Regions from separate parts of the Oryzias latipes genome. Here region 1 is linked to region 2. The links are chromatin contacts, called in public Hi-C maps. All regions are on one chromosome and are shown on one strand. Each heading gives the region's core, a stretch centred on a gene start, on an enhancer-like site or on the middle of the called end of the contact. The rest is flanking DNA. Distances are from core to core; before and after follow the strand shown.

Region 1 (2,700 bases), core at 80-2,579, 250 kb before region 2:
TGGACTTGCACTTGTGTGGGATTTCAGGACCTCTGCAGCTCTACACAATTTTCCTATATTTGGCTGTCTATAGAGAAAAAACAAAACAGAAAATACGCCAGAAATGTGCACAGGTAAGTTTAGATATTAATCATAATCTTTGCAGACTTCCATATCAGACAGGATGCATTTCTGGCAGTTGACAGAGTAAGAAGTGAGAGGTGGGTTTCTGCTCTTTTTTTGGAACGCTGTTGGACTTAACAACAAGTTTTGTCAATTTGCACATTAAGAAACCCCACTTCAGTCTGATGAAGACCTGCCGCTCTTCTCCAGAGCTCTCAGTAGAGCTCTGGAGGTCCAGCTCTGCTGGTCCAGAAAGAACTTAACCTCACACATCCATCCATTTATCCAAACATCCATTTTTTCCCCGACTTGTCGGGAGTTGGGTTGCAAGGGTGACAGTCAGCAGAGATGTTCAGACCTTCCTCCCAATATCTAGCGCTCTCAGACCAGTGGGAAGATATAAACCATCCAGGGGCCTCCTCCAGTGGGACAGGCCCAGATTACCCTCCCAGGGAGGTGTCCAGCATGCATAGAAAATGTACTAAAGCCCCCTGAGCTGATGTGGAAGAGCATCAGATCCACTCCTCTGGGTTGACCAAGCCCTTCGCCTCATCTCCAAAGGAACACTCACCCACCCAAAACGAGGAAACTCACGTCAGCCGATTGCACTCAGAGTTTAGTGTTTTATGATCATGTCCCAAAGCGCATGACCATAGATGAGGGTATACAAGCATAGACCTCACAAGTTTGAGCGTATTTCTGCTTTGAGTTTCAACTGTGAGGTTTGGCTCTGAATGGATGTTTTAATTGGCTCCTATTTGTCCTGGTTTTGAAGGTCAACTGAATTGTTCAGCTGGTGTCCTCCAAAACACCAGAACTTGGATGTCAAACCTGATAAGTTTCAGGTGTTTAGCAACAGGTGGTTATCTGAGAAGCTCCTGATCTGTAACAGTTCTGTTCTGGACCCCTAAATTTGGCTTTTGAAGTCCAGGATCAGAGATGAGGATGATAAACATGAACCCTTCCAGACTCATACCATTGATTTTATTTAAAGAACGTGGGGGTGGTGTGGTAGTGGTGGTGGATTGGGGCAATGACTGACACATATGATTTATGAGCTCGAACCTTGAAGCATCACGAAAGAATCTCTTTAGAAGAAGAGCAAAGAGAAATAACTTTATATCCCGCACATCCGCTCGCGTTTGCGTGTTTTATTCTCCGTGCCAAAGGACCCCCCTCCCCCTTTGCTGCCGATTGCCCCTCCCCCGCAAAGGACAGCTTCTCGGGCGGTGTTGTGGACGCCTGTTATAAAAGCAGGAAGCGCAGCCGTTTCTTTACATCGGATCCTCGTATTGCCACGTGCGCAGCTGCCAACCAGCGCGCTCCCAGAGATGACCCTGCGGTTGCCCCCCCTGGATTAACTCTCATGTAACTGCTGCGCTTTGCCCCCCCTCTGACTACACTCGACCCAGCGTCAGCCTCCCGGCTCTCCGTTTCCTGCCCTGCGCTCATGGGGCGTGTGGCTGCGGGCGCGTGCGGGCACTGAGCGGACCTCAGGTGGATGTATGCGCGCGGAGCCGCGCTCAACGGCTAAGGCACGTGCGTGGACATTGGAGCTCCTGGAGGATGCCGCGTTGGTGCGCCGTGGTCTTGCTGACGGCCGTGCTCTGCCGGGTGAGTCCTCGCAACTTTCTAAGTCTTCAGAGCCACGCGCACCGGGGGAGTCGCGGGGTGTGTGTATTTGTGTGTGGGTGTGCGTGTGTGTGTGTGCGTGTGTGTGTGTGTGTGTGTGGGGGGGGGGGGGGGGGGTGTTTACCTGCGCGAAGGGTCACACGCGGAAAACACTCACCATAAAATAGAGCAAAATAGACCAATTTAATAATAGACCAAAAGCCCTGACCGGACCCGGACGATGTGATGTGAGGGGGCGCTCCAGCAACCCAACCTGCAGCTGAACTCTGAACAGAGACTTGAACGGAGGACATTAACTGTGAGCACGTGCTCACGCGCACAAGGCCAGCTCTCGGTGTAAGCAGGACGGACACACACTCATATTTGCTGGAAAGGGAAAAAAGTATTTCACTTTTCCTCCCTCTTAAATAAATATAATAGTAAAGAAAAAAAACACGAGAAGGTTAAATGTTTCTTTACGAAATTCATTTTTGGGATCTCTAATTGAGACCTGAACACTTCCACTCGTGATAAAACACGTTTATTTCATATAAAGTGGATTTATCTCCTTGAATCTGGCAAGTTTGGACCAAATTGGCGCAGCTGCCGGAGCAGAGCTGTCCACGGTGCTGAAATTACTTAGAGTTTTTTGTCCAGCAATCTGGAGTCCAACAGCAACAGGACGGAGCTAAAGATTGTGCTATATATATATATATATATATATATATATATATATATATATATATATATATATCTCCTTCATAAAAGCCACACTTCAAGTTCGGTAATTTATTTGCTACCACACATCCTTACCTGACAACAGAGACGCGCTTAAAGAAATCGGTTCTGCAGTCAATTGTGCTGGAATCTGGAGCTAGAGGAAAGGGAAAGCGCGCGCAACACTCAGTGTTTATTGCGCGCGTGAATAGTTGGCCTTCTTGATTTGAGTTTTTCTGTGTGTATGTGCTCGGTGGAAGATTTAGGATG
Region 2 (2,700 bases), core at 15-2,514:
CAGCAGCTCCTCTGAGGTTCATCTGATGCTTGTTTACATTCAGTCGAGGCTCAATCCCCCACCAAAAAACACTGTTTCCTGTTGGAATCCTGCTGACAGAAAACAGAGCATCCTCCTGCTGACGTCACCCCACTGGGAGCCGCGTCACGCAGCCCCTCCATGTTTGAGTTATGACCTAATTACTTCGTTAGCTAGTTAGCTTAGCCCATCCGCCGGAATCCCATAGAGAAACATGGGTGTTTAAATATTCCTGCGGGGTAAACGCAGAAATACGACCCCCACAGCTGCGGTGCGGCCCTCAACCGAAACCCAAGAATGTCCTTCGCATTTCGGCTATCATGTCAGCAAAATAGCCTCACGACCGCTCGTGAAAATGGGGCTTTTTTATTTTTGGGCAGCCGCGCAGCTCGGCTCACCAAAACAAAACGTGGCGCCGCAGCTGCTTCTTTCTGTTGACGTTGTTGTTGTTGTTGTTCTGACAAGCCCGCTCTTGTCGGAACCAGAACCAGCTCGCGCTATGCTAATCCTGAGCCGATGCGACGGTCAGCCCAACTCTAAGCACCCGAAGAACCCGGAAACGCCGTCCGACTGAGGCAGCCTTAGCACGGCAGACCGACGCGCCGCGATAAGCAGCCGGAGCGGCGGAGCCACAGCAGCTTACCCCGCACTACGGACTCAGAGGCCGGGGTGATGCCCTCGGCAGTTGGGGGTGTGTTGGTTGGGGGGATCTACCTCCGTCCGCCGTTCGAGCCGCGTCTGGTCTGTTCGAGTGGATCGGCGGAGCTGGAGCACCGGGACGTCGTCGGTCCTACGTTGCTGCTCCCGGCGACGGAGGACCCGCCGACTCTGGTGTTTATGGGAGGAGAGGTGGCGCACGCGCGCGCTGCTGATGCTGACAGCAGCCCGGGAGTTTGTGGGGGTAGTTATCAGAATGATGGAGGGTAATTAGCAAGTTATTAATGTAAGTTATTAGTTAATATCAGTTCCACGGTGGCCCCTGTAGTCGGTGCTGCGCTTGCCAGTCCCACCTGTGTGACGTAGTGACGCAGTGGGGGAACGTCACTTAATCAGCTGTTCATCAGAGGTGGGAAGCTTATCCCAACTTTGTTCTCGGGCAATATTTTTTTTTAGTTTGACTGAGCAGCTGCACCTTCATGGTTTCTCTCCATCCCACCTGCATCATCAGCACCACAAACAACCGGCTTTGGCTCTTCCTCCTCTTCCTCAGTAGTCTGTTTCTCAGCTTCCTCCACATTCCATTCATACTGTCGTCTCTTTGGCATTCATTTTCTTCTCCTTGCAGAAGGAAGCTGGAGTTGGAGCCTGTTCAGTCACATACTTTTCTGCTGTGACCTACTTCCATTAAATGGACCGATTTCATTCCTTTCTGACAGGTCATGTTTAAATTAATGTTCCGTCATTTTGCCGCGTCTTCTTGCCAGATCAGTCACTGCGGTGACATCTGACCAGGTTGGTGCTGAAAAACCCAATCTGATAAGTAAATTGTAGTTTGTGTGGCATTTTTCTGTTGATGGAGGACATACATTAAGAAAATTCAGCTAAAAAATTGTCCTTCTGAGTATTTCTTTATTCAAATCGTTGTGTGTCAAGAGATGAAAAATGAAATTTAACATAAAGATTGTATTTGTGACATAGAAAAACACAGTGGGAGGTCCCAAAGCTCCCCACTTTGCTCCACAGTGATTGCTTTGGGTTACAGACGACTAGATCGGCGGCCGTGGTGCAGCGGTAGGGCGGTCGACTCATGATCGTAAGATTGCAGGTTCGATTCCCGCCTTGCACGCCCATGTGTCAAAGTGTCCTTGGGCAAGACACTGAACCCCACCTTGCCTCTGGTGGGAGGTTGGCGCCAGTGTTCGGCAGCGGAGCCGCCATCAGAGTGTGAATGTGTGTGTGAATGGGTCTGTGACTGTAAAGCGCTTTGGGCCTTCGTAAGAAGATAGAAAGCGCTATATAAGTATACGCCATTTACCATTTATAGATCCATGAAAGTCTTCGCTTTCCTCGTCTGAGCTGGCATCCGGCTCAAAACTGTATGACTGTATGGCTCCAGTTAAGCTAGCCATTGTTGTTGCGCCTGTAATATTAGGTTGGGGGTGTAAACAGAGAGCTCTCAGCATCGGGGGGTTGCTCTGCTCCGCTCCAACAGTCCAGCCCACAACTCAGAGGTGAATTTATAATAACTACAACTCTGCAGAAACCCTTTTGTTGATTTTGGCAGAAAAAGAAAAGAAAATTCATAATTAAAAGACCACTGAGAACGCTTTTAAAACAGATCTAAAGATGCAGATAAATAAGGGTTGACATGTTTTTTTTATTGGTTCATACAGGAGTTGAAGGCACTGGTGGCAAGAGGGGGCTTTATGTAAACAGGGACGTGTTCCTTCCTTAAAGCTAAGCAGCCTAAATCTTCTGCAGAACGTCATCTGCGTAGAGTGCACATGAACAACGGACCATTTTCTTCTTCTCACAATAAACGACTAAGCGGATGAAAGGCCGACAAACGTTCCACACACACCGGAAAGAAGAACTGCAAGTCTTCCACTCACATGGATGGAGAGTGGAGGAGAACCTCCGTTCTCTGCTGGTCAGAGCTGCCTGACGAGCTCTCACCCTCTCTTCAGCTCCTCAAAGTTTCCTCTGATCTCATGGAAGTCCATGTAAACTTTAGAACGTTCT

What was found. A called contact is a pair of places that touch in the nucleus more often than the background predicts.
Region 1: a contact with region 2 is called in a Hi-C map of embryo, with 2.5 times the contacts expected there. The contact joins the promoter of LOC101170109 here to the promoter of LOC101175613 in region 2. A contact is called at or near these places in 5 of 5 Hi-C or Micro-C datasets (embryo, fibroblasts and gastrula embryo).

The regions. Positions count from the first base shown.
Region 1 is chr11:21,250,899-21,253,598 of ASM223467v1, reverse strand. It overlaps LOC101170109 (neurexophilin-1), which reads left to right and starts at 1,329. Exons shown (of 2, transcript XM_004074159.4): 1 at 1,329-1,716. The coding sequence starts at 1,669.
Region 2 is chr11:20,997,080-20,999,779 of ASM223467v1, reverse strand. LOC101175613 (glucocorticoid-induced transcript 1 protein) reads right to left here and starts at 1,264. Exons shown (of 6, transcript XM_020699501.2): 1 at 1,175-1,264. The coding sequence starts at 1,264. umad1 (UBAP1-MVB12-associated (UMA)-domain containing protein 1) reads right to left here. Exons shown (of 3, transcript XM_023960050.1): 3 at 2,316-2,700.